Linked DNA regions of Gossypium hirsutum: region 1 is linked to region 2. The links are chromatin contacts, called in public Hi-C maps. All regions are on one chromosome and are shown on one strand. Each heading gives the region's core, a stretch centred on a gene start, on an enhancer-like site or on the middle of the called end of the contact. The rest is flanking DNA. Distances are from core to core; before and after follow the strand shown.

Region 1 (7,178 bases), core at 1,137-3,636, 58 kb after region 2:
CTTTGTCGAATGGTGTATCTGCCAATGTCGTTTTTGTATGGGAAGAAGTTTGTGGGTCCTATCACACCCACAATTCTATCCTAGAACATAGCTGATTGCATGCATATGGTTATCTATTTATTGAAGGCATACATATATACATATTTATGTCTGTAAATGTGTGCATTGGGATAAATTTTATAGGAGATAGCTTTGTGTTACAATGTAGATTGGTTGGCTAAGGAATTGGTTATACTTGAGAGTGGCTGAAATTTGATAATGATGCTATCTGTGTTGTTTGTAAGACAACAAAAAAATTGCTTTTATGCTGAGCGTAATTTCATCAGGAGATCACTACAATTGATTCACTACTAATCAGTAAATTTCGGAAGTAGTTTGCAATGCTTTTATATTTTAATAATTGAGTATTATTATATATTTAATTTGATTTATTTATTTATAAATAAATCATTCAATATATGTAAAAACAATTTAAAATATAAAAATTTATTAATATATATTAATATATGTAAAAACAATTTTTCCGGAAAATATTTTTCGAAAATCTGCCAAACAGCAGAAAATATTTTACACAGATTCAATCAAACACCAGAAAATATTTTCCAGTAAATCATTTTACATAAAAGTAAAACATTTTCTAGAAATTATTTTACGGAAAAAATTTTACTGGCAATCAAACGGAGCCTAAATTAGCAAAACTTGTGTAAAATAATTATTATTATTACAAGACGAAGTCAAGAATTTTATTTTAGAATATCTAAATGAAATTAAAAGATTTCGAAATAATTTTTTTTACTAAAATAGTTTGGAGTTGAATTGTTACGTTTTAAGAGTAAAAAAAAATCACTTAATTACGAGACTAAAAAAAATTAAATTTAATGAGAATTAAAAATATGCATAATGCTCTTTTTAGTGAAAAGAAATAATGTTAAATTTAGTTTTTAGTGTTTATATTTTTTTATTAATTTGGTCCGAGTTAAAGTTGGCATTAAACCATTTAAAAAGAGTCGAATTTAACCACCAACTTTTTAAAAAGAGTCAAATTATTGTTTTTTAATGGAGTTATTGGCTAAAACATTAATTTTTTTAAACATGACAATCTACATATACTTCATACTAATATTTTTTACGATTTTTTTTATAATTTTTTGAATTTTGAATATATATTTTTAAATTATTTGTTGAAATGACATATAAAATAAATAATACCATATTAGCATGAAGTACACATTGGCTGTCATGCGAGTTGTCATGCCAACATCGTTAAAAAATTAATGATTTAATCAACATTTAGTTAAAAAGAAGAAGGGTAAACTATACTCAAGGTTACTCTAAAATAGGGTTTGTCCTATCTTGGTCACTCTAAATTCTATTTCTCAATTTAGTCAATCTAATTAAGTAATTGTTAAAATTAGTCACTAATAATTAAAAATCCTGTTAATCCACTAATGAATTGTTGATGTGGCACATTAGCCAATTTAACACAAGGGCACTTTTGTTTTTGACATTTGACCAAAGTCGAGAGATCTCTCTAAAATTATGCTAAAAGTGGGTTTCATTTTTGCCCACTCAACTATTAGTAAATTTCATTTTTGCCCACTCAACTATGAAAAGTTATAAAATAATCACTCAAGTATTAGTAAATTTCTTTTTTAGTCATCTAACTATGAAAAGTTGTAGAATGGACACTCAAACTATTCAATTTTATCTTTTTTTTGTCACCCCACTATCTTGGATTTTTTGGTATTTTTATTTTTACTTTAGCCAGCTGGTGACCAACAAAAACAAAATCGAATAATTGAGTAACAATTTTGTAACCTTTCATATTTGAGTGACCCAAAAAGAAATTTACTAATCGTTAGGTGACTACTAGTGCAATTTACCCAAAAAATTATATCATAACCAGGGTCCAATGCTTGTGAGGCTAATGAATACTCTGAAAATTCAAACCTTTTTCAGTGTACAGAGTAATAGAGAGAGACATAACAAACAGCTGGATTTTGATGGGAAGTGATACATTTTTTCCCAGGCTGAAAATTCAAAGACACATATTAAAGACAATTACGTAATTTTCTTTCATTAGAACTGTTGGGTCCTCTTAGTTTTTCCCTCAAAAAGTCAGCTTAACCAAAACGAGTGGAAAAGTAGTTGATTTTATATACAGCTGCTGCACTTTTTCCTACCAGGGAATAGCTGGTTTGTTTCTCTTTTTGGCTTCATTTTTGAGGTATGGCCATTGATGAAGGTTTTAATCTTTAGTAGTCATTCTGCATTAGGGTTCTAGTTAGGGGTTGAATTATTAGTATTTTAAGGTTCAAATTTTGATGGGAATTTGGGGTTTCTTTATATGTTAGTTTATTGAGAACTTTGGGGTTTATTGTTGAAGATGAATGTAGGGAAGTGGCTATCTTTGGTTTTAGCTGTTATTTTGTTTGAATTTTTGGGTTATAGAAGAATACAGGCATCATTCACTCCTACTGATAACTACTTAATTGTTTGTGGTTCTTCACAAAATGTCACATTTCAAGGTAGAACTTTTGTTCCTGATTTTCTTCATTCTTCAATTTCCTTAAAGGCCAAAAGAAGTTATTATGTTGCTAGCTCTAATTCCAGTGTTCCATCTTCTATATTTCGATCCGCTCGGATTTTTTCCAGCATTGCTTCATACGAGTTCGATATCAAACAACGAGGTCGGCATTGGATCCGGCTATATTTTTTTCCTGTTGTGGTTCCGAAATCGGGACATAACTTGATATCTGCTCCGATAACGGTTGTCACTGATGGTTTCGTGTTGTTGAACAACTTCACTTTCGAGAACTATAATGGTTCTTTTTTGTTCAAGGAGTTTGCAATCAATGTGACTTCTGTTACCTTGTCGCTTACGTTTGTTCCTTGGAATGATTTGGTTTCGTTTGTTAATGCGATCGAAGTTGTGTCCATCCCAGATTCAGTCTTGCCTGACCAGGCATTAGCTCTGAATCGATCTACTCCTATTAGTGGTCTTTCGGAGTTTGGGATGGAAACTGTTTATCGGTTAAACATGGGAGGGCCCTTGATTAGTGCTCAGAATGATACACTGGGAAGAACATGGGAGAATGATTCGAAATATCTCCGTGTAAATGGTTCTGCTCTGAATGTTTCAATCGATCCAGCTTCCATCAAATATACTGCTTCCATTACAGAGGAAACAGCACCGAATTGGGTCTATGCTACTGCTGAAACCATGGGTGATGCAAATGTATCTAACATGAACTTCAATATAACTTGGGTCTTCCCTGTCAATCCAAACTTCAGGTACTTCGTCCGGGCACATTTTTGTGATATCTCCAGTCAGTCTCTCTATGCTTTGGTTTTCAATCTGTACTTAAATGATGATATTGCTGCTGCAAGTCTTGACCTATCAACATTGACGAGCAACCTAAATGTGCCTTACTATATGGACTTCATCTCCAGTTCCTCAGCGGGTTCTGATACTTTGACTGTTAGTATTGGTCCGGATTCAGTGACGGATATCACTAATGCAACATTGAGCGGGTTGGAGATTATGAAAATCAGCAATGAGGCTGGTAGCCTCGATGGGGTTTCTTCTGTAAAGAATCTCCTTCCGCTATCATCTCTGAAGAAGAACAAGATATGGATAATAATTGGTTCTCTTGTTGGAGCTGTAATTGCACTGGTGTTCATCGGATTCTGCTGTTGTTGCCTGTTGATGCGGAAGCCTAAAGCTAATCATCAAGGACATCCCTTACACGGAAACTCTCAAACAATGACCAAAATGTCGATGGCATCAAAAAAGAGTGGAACGGCAAGCTGCATCTCATCGGCCTCCTCGAGTTTCGGTCAGTTCTTCAGCCTCCAAGAAATCCTTGATGCTACCAACAAATTTGATGAGAGTCTACTACTAGGAGTTGGTGGTTTTGGTAGGGTCTACAGAGGAATGCTTGAAGATGGGACTAATTGTGCTGTCAAAAGAGGTAACTCGAGATCCGAACAAGGCCTTGCTGAATTTATGACTGAAATTGAAATGCTATCTAAACTTCGTCACCGTCACCTTGTCTCTCTTATTGGCTACTGTGATGAAAGATCGGAAACGATTCTTGTTTATGAGTATATGGCTAATGGACCCCTTAGAAGCCATCTTTATGGAACAAATTTTCCATCTCTAACATGGAAGCAACGACTTGATATATGCATTGGCGCTGCTAGAGGACTTCATTACCTCCACACATTTGCAGCCCGAAGCATTATTCACCGGGATGTGAAGACAACAAACATTCTCTTGGATGAGAATTTTGTAGCCAAGGTATCAGATTTTGGCCTCTCAAAAACCGGTCCAGCTTTAGATCAGACACATGTGAGTACTGCTGTTAAGGGTAGCTTTGGCTACCTTGATCCCGAATACTTTAGAAGACAGCAACTCACTGAGAAGTCTGATGTGTATTCATTCGGGGTGGTTCTGATGGAAGTTCTCTGTGCTAGGTCGGCTTTAAATCCAGTTCTCCCAAGAGAACAAGTTAATATCGCGGAATGGGCAATGAGCTGGCACAAGAAAGGTATGTTGAATCAAATCATGGATTCTAATCTGGTCGGGAAATTGAATCCGGCTTCTCTTAAGAAGTACGGAGAGACAGCTGAGAAGTGCCTTGCCGAGCATGGGACTGAGAGACCATCGATGGGAGATGTTTTATGGAACCTCGAGTATGCTCTTCAGCTGGAGGAGACGTCATCAGTGCTAACTGAACCCGATGATAACAGTATGAACCATATCCCGGCGATTCGGTTGACACCGCTTGAGTCATTTGATAATAGTGTAACCATGACCAACGGGGGAAATTCTGGCACCGATTGTAATGCCGAAGATTCACTCGTAAATCCTTGTGGACGGTAGATGAATCAGAGGTTTATGTTTATTATTACAATTACTGTGTTCCATTATACAGCCATCAATGCAGACATAAACAACATAAAAAGTTACATTATATATGTATATATATAGTTTTCGAATACATAACATTATTGACAGAAGCCATAGCCATAAAAGCTTCTAATGTTTTAACTAATAAAACCCATTATTCCATTATTTCTTGCAAACAATTCCATATCCAGCAGAAGCCCCGCTGGTGCAATCAAGAGGTAGATATTCAGTCACAGATGTCATCTCCTGGTTCGAACTATTTTCCGGCGAGTATAAACAAGTTAAGCAATTTGCAGAAAGAAGTTGGGTGGTCTTATACTTATCTTCACCACCAACAACAGGCATTGCCACACCGGGTTTCGCCGGGTTCTGGAAATCCGGCTGGTAAGTCCTGCCGAGCACCCCGTCCACCTTAGGTGAAAGGGCAAAGAACCTAAACTGAACTTCCAAGTGAGCAAAGCAATCATCAGATGGTACTTTGTAGTTATGGATTTTATCATCTTCTTTTGTCACAGGAACCACATTCACCATAATCTCTGCACTATCTTTCAATGTTACAATCACACTGTTCTTATTTGCAACTCTTTCGACTTTCACATCTTTTTCAGGTGAATACCAACTGGACAAAGCCCCTTCTGGGACAATTAAATCCTCCCCGTTGTAACTGAACTTTAAATGGTCCACTTCATCGTTCCATGTTGCAGCTTTGATGGCTTCAAGGGAGAAAGAATGAGAGTTGAATAAGATCCCAAGCGCTTGAATCCAAGTGAAGTCCCTGGTTCGACCAGCGGGACGATGACCGATGAAGCGACCGTTGATTTGGAGATTGGTATCGGACACCAAGCTGAAATGCTCATTGCTCTTTCCATGGAAATAAAACACAATGCCATCACCACCAATGAAACGAGGATCGTAACAAGCTGATCCAGGACCATTACAGTCTGGTTTACGATCTAAAATCAAGAACCAAAACCAAAAAAAGAGAAATTAATTGAACATTCATATAAGTTTGGAGCAGCAATAGGTGAAACTTACGTTTACAATAAGATTTACAGACGGATGAATCACAGTTAACATGACAGACTTTAGCTTTGTAATTGCCATAGCTAGTGCTTGGACATTCATAGGGACATTCTATGTATTTTCCATAGCATCGGCTTCTTGGATTACTGCAATACACAGAATCTGCTTTTGTTTGAATCAGAGCTGGCACAAAGACGAGCAAAATGATAAAAATAGAGCTGCTTCTTAGAATCTCCATTATAAGAAAAAGATTATGATCCAAATGATGCAAGAACACTTGGTTTTATCGTCTCTATTTATAGAATTCAAAACTGCTAGGTTTGCTTGTATTGTATGTCTTCTTTTCATTTCTTTTATTGTTTTAATGCTTGAAATGTCATCTAATTTTTCAGTAAGTTTCAAGCATGAAGGTACCTTTTATCTCTGGAATTAAAATATACTATCTGTTTCCATTTTTGAAGGGTTGAAGCAACTATATGCTTCTACTAATTTAATCTCTAATTCAATTCATCTTACTTCCACCCCCCCCCCCGCCTTTTTCTTTTACATTGTTGATAGGGGGGAAGTCAGAATTTTTCGGGAAGGACTGAATTGGAATTATAATTTTTTGAGTGAGTTAAAAATGTAATTCGGTTATTATATAAACATAAAAGTTTATAATTTTGAATGGATTAAATTATAAACTTTTTATTTTTAGAGGAGACGTAATTTAATTTTAATTTTTAAATTACAAAAAGACCAAAATAAATTAATTTAACTTTACAAATACTCAAAGAATTAAAGGAGAAAATTTTCATTATTTAGGCCAGACCCTTGGCTCCCCCTCTATCTTCACCATGACTTTTTATATATATATATATATAAGGCTTAATATAATATTAGATATCTAAACTTTATATTGTTTTTTAAAAAATTGATAGTTAAACTTTTTTTAAAAATTTGGTAGCTAAATTTGTCAAATGTTATACATATTACTTCAATATACTAATAAAGTTAATTTTTTAAAAGGTAGTAAAAATTATTAATGTATGACTGACATGTAATAGATGATATGAATTTTTTTCTTTTTTATTTTAAATGTTCAATTACTTTTAGTTCAATTTATTTATTTATTTATTTAATTTTTTAATTTAACATAATAAATTTTTTATTTTGGGTTTTTAAAATTGTTACTTTATTTTTCAATATTCATTCGTTAATCATAGCTCAAACCGCAATTTTTTAATAAGGATTTCTTCCC
Region 2 (7,067 bases), core at 439-2,938:
AAAACTCTTAGCAAATTGAAGTTTGAACAACAACAACACAATTTTGAATCAAAATTGAGTTGAAGCCTGATTTTTGTCGGTGTCAAAAAGTTTAATTTTAGATCAAATTTCTTAAACTAAATCATTTTGAGAAGTTAAATCGAGAGATTTCGAAAAATTGGTAAGCTGTCGGATTAGAGGTTTATTAGTTGGATAATATTCATTAATTAAATGTCTTGAATGGTTAGAAATGAGAATTTAGAAATTAAGGCTTATGGATTAGATTGTAAGAATAATCATGACTGATAAAATATTATCACGTCCTTCTACTTCTTCAACTTCTCTTTCATTGCCTAGTATACCCTTAAAGTCACATTCTGCTAAGAAAATTTCTTCTGTATGAAATAAACTATCTTAGGGAGGAGGATAAGGTTCAACTTACTGACCTTCCCACTGTAAATTCTTATTCTACTTATAAAAAAGCTCATTTTTCTCCTATTAGGTCTATAAAAACATTGATTCATAGCACTTCTAAGCAAGTAAAGGAGTATATTCAAGCCTCTAGGTTTGATAGTTACCTCATTTCTGCTTCTTCTTCCAAACAGTTTGTTACTCTTGAAATTCCATCAGAATTTCCTAGAGAATGGATACAAGCAGGTTATTCTCATATCCATTTTGGAGCAATCCAACTGGAACTAAACTATCGTGGTGGAGAAGGAAAACCTGTTGTAGCAAGAATTGTTCTACTAGATTCCAGATATTTGGAATATTAGCATGCTTGCATTGTTACCATTGAAGCCACTTTAAACTCTAGTCTGGTCATGGTTACTCTTTTCCCAAATTTTACTATGTCACTAACATATCCAAATCTGCTTACAACTCTCAAAGTCCAGATTCAGATTATTGGAGCACATCAAGTACCATCTACAATAGTTGCTACTTTGCACTATTAGATTGTCTATAAGATCCAGGACCATGCTTTTAATCTCTCACGACATGGTATAGGAGACTCCCTTTTAATCACCGTCAACACCAATGATCAACCTCATTGTGTTTATGTTCCCATTCACATTCCCAAGAAGGAACTCATCAAACTTCTTGCAGAGAAATGGGTCACCAACTATGAACAGCTCCATGAACATAGCCAACCCATCCAGTCTACTAAAAGTCAGATCATATCCAAGGGAGATGGAACCATAGAAATAAATTTTGATCATAGTCATCTTCACAGCCCCAAAGGCCCTTCTATCTTTCCCACACAACTAATGATGCAACCCACAGGAAATCCAACAGTGGGTAATGATAATGAAGATCCAGAATGTTGCTGTGATCTTTGTGAGCCTGGTCCAGAAAGAAATTTAGGGCTGAGTTTTTCTGCTGATGAAAAAACTTTGTACATGTTTAAAGATGAAAATACTGGACATTTCCTTGGGATTTGAATTGTTCGTGTGAATTATGTGCTGATGATAGGTTCAGCGCATGGATTGATAGTATGGATCACTCAGTTTCAAAATCGGGGAAAAAGAAGAATAAGAAAAAATCCACTCAGTCAGAATTTTACAAAAAAATAGATGGAAGGAGATCCAAATATTGGACCACTTGGTAAAGACAATGGTAAATTTATTTACCTTGTGGATTATTCAGCTAAATTGCCATCACCAGTCCAAGAAACTCCTCCAAAGCTTTGCAATTCTCCTCCTACTCCAAAACCTCTTCCTCCACAAAATTTTGCATCTCAAAGAAAACCAAAACCTTTTCCCCAACCATGTTATAAAAAGATAAACAAATGGGTTCAGAAAAATCCTTTGCCTGAACCAAAACCAATTCTCGTCGTATGTATGTTACAACCTTTTTCAGGAATATCATATGACAAAGAATTTCCACCTCTTGAGGAATACACTGAAAAGAATTATACTTATGCACCTGAAATCCCTTCCAAAATCCAAATTGACATTTCTGCTGCATTTGCAAAAATAAATGCTGCAGAAGCTACTCTTAACTGGTAGACTGAAAATGCTTTGACTCAGAATCAAACCTTGAAAAGAATTGATTCAAAGATCTCAGCTGTTGAAAACAAAGTTAATGACAATACAAAAATGGTAAAAGATCTTATCAATCTTTTGCAAAAAAGATTGGATGTTGTGGCTAAAGAGCCAACTGCCCCAGGACAAGATTTCTTTTGTCATTTAGCGTAAAGAGAAAAAGAAATCCAAAATCTCAAAGAATAAATTAAAGTGCTTTAAGAAACTGGCAAAATCCTAGCATCATCTCCACGATCAGAATCAGTGGAGTTGTTTCCTTCGATTCATCAGAAAAATACAATTCCAGCTGAAAGATTTCGTATTACCTTTCCAAAATTTCCAGAACGGACTAAACCTAGTACCTATGAAATATTTCTGGAAATCAAAAAATAAGAAGCTGAAAAGAAAAAGAAGAAAAAAGCCACTGAAGAAGCTGAAATGGCTAAAAGGAAGAAGACTGTCAAGAAGAAATTAGACTTGGCAAAAGGCCAGTAACAGACAAGTCTCCTCCAAAATCACCTCCTCCAAAACAAGCTTCTAAGTCTCTGATGATTCAACAAAACCAGAATCAAAATCCATTGACAACTTTTTTAAAGGATTGTAAGGATTCAATGATCCTAAAATTTTCAGCTTTATAGCTCCAAGAGTAACAATCAGACACTAATATTGATTGGTTTGATTCAAATTCATCATCAGATTCATCATCAAAATGTCAACCAAAGGAAGAAAGCATTTCAAAAGTTTTACAAACCCAGCCAAAGGTGGAACAATCAGATGACGAAGATATGTCAGAAGCACCAGAATTATCTTCATCACAGAATCGTCCTACACAAAAAACCTCTATTGGTAGAACCACCTTTGCTCTTGATGATATTCCACAAGAAAAATGGCCAAATAGAATTCAAGAATTTCACTCATGGCTTGAAACTCGTAAGCTTACTGAAGAAAGCAATTACAATATCCTTATGGAATTTGTATCCAGGTTTATTAGAATGTTGCTAGATTAGTGGAATTCAATTAGCCAATAAGATCAAATGCAATGTTTAGTCCTCCAAGACCTTGCCCAACCAATACGACGAGAGTTTTACAAAAGAAAATGTTGCTCGTATGGCAAAAGAGACCTAGCAAAGCATTTTAAAATAATGACTAGATTATTTTGTGCTTTAGGTCTTAATTCAAATCTAAAGCCCGTAATTCTTTCATCTCTTCCGAATCCTCTCCAGGTTGCAGTCAATCAAGCTCTCCAAAGGCAAAATAAATACATTCTTCATTTAACAGTTGGAGAAATCCAACAATAAGTTTTTATTACCTTAGAAGACATTTGCAACAGGAGAAAAATATTCAAAGACTATCTCCATGGTGACAAGAGGATTGATCGTGCATGTGATGAATCCTATTTAAAATATAAATGCCCTAAAGACAAGTCTTGTGTCTACCGTTCTAAGAAAAATAAACATTTTCTGAAATATTCTTTTTCAAAGAAAACAACTTCTTCAAAATGGAAGAGAAAAAGGCCACAATAGAAGTATCTCAAGAAGAAGCGAGAATCAACAAAGTCTGATCGTTGTTACATTTGCAAGCAAAATGGGCATTATTCAAGAGATTTTCCAAGAAATAAGAAGAGGGCAAAAAAGATTGTACAATTGATTCAACAATCAGGAATAAAGATAAAAAAGAAGATGATATATAGTCCGTTTGTTCCATTGAAGATGAACCATCAGAAAGGGCTATTTGTGCTATTCTTGCATATCCTGATGAAATCTCAGATTCAGATTCAGAATATTCAGATGTTCATATGCTACAAGCCCAAACCCAAAAGGACAATGGCAACATGATACCAGTTCCCTGTATTCCTGTTAAAATCTATTTAGACAAATATAGTAAGCCCATTACTGTAATTGCCTTTATAGATACTAGAGCAGCTGAAACCATTATGAACCCAAATGTTTTACCCACAAATTGGTGGAAGCCACATGTCAGGTACTTTAATTCCACTGCAGACCATCCTTTTGCTACCCACTTGATTAGTAAGCCTATTACTATTCAGTTCTTTCCAGGTTGTGTTAAAACTACAGTATTGGGTTCAAAACTCCTAGAAAAAGATATTGTAGTGGGTTTTGACCTTTACACAAAAGCTTAACACTTAAGGGTCCTTCTTGATGGAGTATGTTTCAAAAATCTGTTTCAACCTTTTGTCTCCATACCTAAACTTTTCTCTATCTAGTCAGAAAAAATTCTCCAAATTGTCCAATAGCTTAAAGAAAAATCTTATGCAGACTCTCATTCAGAATTCCAGCTTAAATGTTCAAATCCTTTATGGAAAAATTTTGAATTCTTTATTACCCTTCAATTTAAGAAAAGTGAAGGCATAAACTCAACAAAAGCCAGTCATATGGGTATGAATCTAGATCATTTGTTGCTAGCAGAATAAGAATGCAAAGAGCTTCAACAACAAGATTTAATTGAGCCATCAAATTCTCAATGAGCATGTGAGGCTTTCTATGTAAATAAAATATTTAAACAAGCCAGAGGAAAGTTAAGATTGGTTATTAATTACCAACCTCTTAACCATTTCCTTAAAAGATGACAAATTTCCGTTACCAAACAGAAATTCTCTTTTCTCCAGTCTGGCTAAAGCAATGATATTTTCAAAATTCAACCTCAAGGCAGGATTTTGGCAACTAGGAATCCACCCAGATGACAAATTTAAAACAGGGTTTTGTATTCCTAACAAGCATTTTCAGTGGAAAGTCATGCCATTTGGATTAAAAACTACTCCTTCATTATTCCAAAAGGCAATGATAAAAAATTTCCAACCTCTGATGGAAAATGCGTTGATCTATATTGATGGCATCCTTCTTTATAGTCCAAATGAAGAATTTCATGTTCAACTTCTGGAAGAATTCAAATTCCTCATTCTCAAACATGGGATAATGCTCTCAGAAAAGAAGATGCAAATCAATAAACTAGAAATTGAATTCCTGGGAATGACACTGAAAGATGGACAATACTCTCCAAGACCACATATTGCACAAGAACTTCTTAAGTTTCCAGATGAAAACCTGTCTAAAAAACAAGTTCAACAATTCTTAGGGATTGTTAATTATCTTAGAGACTTTATTCCTAAGGTTTCTAAGTATATTAACCCTTTAAGAAATATGCTTAAGAAGGAACCTCCAACATGATCGTCTCATCAAACAAAAGTTGTACAACGTCTGAAAGAAATGTTACAAAATTTACCTCCACTCTAAATTCCTTTTGATGGAAAACGAATTCTACAGACAGATACCAGTGACAAATATTGGAGTGTAATATTATTTGAGGAAAAACAAGGAAAAAGACACCTTTGCGGATTCAAAAGTGGAAGATTTTTTTAAGCCGAAATTCATTACCATTCTACCTTCAAGGAAATCTTGGCAGTTAAAAAAGGTATCTCAAAGTTTGAATTTCATCTTGCAGGATATCATTTCCTTGGTGAAATGGACATGTCTTCTTTCCCTCAAACGCTCAAGTTTAAACAAAAAACAGTCTTACACCCTCAGCTCCTTAGGTAGGCTGAATGGTTTTCCAATTTTCTTTTGACACTAAACACATCAAAGGAAAGGACAATATTCTTGTTGATTTCCTTTTTAGGCCTAAAACTGAAATATTTGCTTTCAAAAGAACCTTATCTAGTTGGCCTAAGCCTATAATGATGTATAGGCCATCCTCATCATCTTCAACTTTACCTATCTCTTACCCAATCACCCCTAACCTTAACTCAGAATTTCCATTAGAAGTCATGAATCTTGTGCATCAAAAAAACCTTTCATAAAAAGACCAAAGAGATGATGTTTGAATATCAATTTCAGGTCTTTAAAAATTTTTGGGTCCTTATTCTTAAACCTTGGGGTGTACATCCAGAATATCCATTCATACACCCAATAAGGTTTGAATTTTTTGAACAACCAGAAGAACTGAAATGGTTTTTATGGTAATTCACTCATCTTTACCATATTGCCATCCAGTTTTTTGTTCCTGGTCTTTACTATTTGACAAAAGAGGTTCGAGGAAACATTGAACATGAACATCATAATTTCTTTACTTTTCTAAGCTAGCTTCATCCTTTACCACAATGGTTGAACATGATAAATCAATCTTACCATGAAAAATTGGGACTTTACATGATAATTATCTTTCAATATTTCATGCAATATGGAATACCAACTCAACTAGCATCTTTTCCTACTGCTTGGATTCACAGAGTTTTCCCTGATGATATCTGAAATTCTGATAACCATTATAAAAATATTCAAAAATCCCTCAGCTTAATAAGGCCATTCCATTTGAAATGTGGCCTCTTCTAGATGTCACTACTCTATGGGATACTTGGCCAGTTCAGCATAAACCCTATCATGAAGAAATTGTAAAGGCTATTCAAGAATATTACAAAAGTATTCCACATCCAATAGAATGGTCTCAAGATTATCCTTGGTACTGCAGCTAAATCAATCTTGACAAGATAAGGATTCAAGATTCTCAGTCACAACATGAAGATACGGATGAAGATTTTGATCCAAATTTACGCCATGATGCTCTCCAGCTAGAAATCTATCAAAAAAAGCAAGAAAAGCAAGACCGTATCATTAATCTTAATCTCACATCAGATGAGTCCACCGACTATGATTAAAGAAGGAATCCTACTTTTACTGTTTGCTTTCAATAAAGATATCTTGTACTGTTTTCTTTATGTAAAATATCTGTACTATAAAGATATCTTGTACTATTTTCTTTATGAAAAATATCTGTACTATAAGTTTGTCTGTTTGTGAGCCTCTCCATCTATATAAGGAAAGTTATATCCTCCTGTAAAGGCAAATCGAGGAAAACCAAAAAAATATCAGTGTGTTTTCTATCTATGGCTTTCTAAATTCCTTAACGATTATTTCCTATTCATTTTGCATGGTTGGTTTTCTAAAAATCATCAAATTTCTCTCGGTTTTCTCTTTTAACTTTTCTTTAGTTCAAATCAAAGTGTATATTTCTTTAAAATCTTTCATTCTAACAAGATTCGGCTTAATTAAAAAA

The links. Hi-C and Micro-C count contacts between places; a contact is called where the count stands out from the background.
Region 1: a Hi-C map of fibers shows a contact between it and region 2, with 4 times the contacts expected there. The contact joins the promoter of LOC107903536 here to the enhancer-like site in region 2. A contact is called at or near these places in 13 of 34 Hi-C or Micro-C datasets (callus, fibers, hypocotyl and 3 more).

The regions. Positions count from the first base shown.
Region 1 is chrD05:61,514,607-61,521,784 of Gossypium_hirsutum_v2.1, forward strand. LOC107903536 (receptor-like protein kinase THESEUS 1) reads left to right here and starts at 2,387. Exons shown (of 1, transcript XM_016829610.2): 1 at 2,387-5,076. The coding sequence starts at 2,387. The coding sequence ends at 4,888. It overlaps LOC107903539 (cycloartenol synthase), which reads left to right. Exons shown (of 2, transcript XM_016829612.2): 2 at 1-325. It overlaps LOC107903537, which reads right to left and starts at 6,284. Exons shown (of 2, transcript XM_016829611.2): 1 at 5,951-6,284; 2 at 5,078-5,868. The coding sequence starts at 6,176. The coding sequence ends at 5,078.
Region 2 is chrD05:61,457,368-61,464,434 of Gossypium_hirsutum_v2.1, forward strand. No RefSeq gene overlaps it. Among protein-coding and RNA genes, the nearest start is that of LOC107903540, 6.8 kb to the left of the region's middle. Within about 2 kb of position 1,689, at least 3 of the 9 cell types and tissues checked have an H3K27ac peak or open chromatin away from gene starts, as enhancers often do. A contact at or near this core is called in fibers, where this site is marked.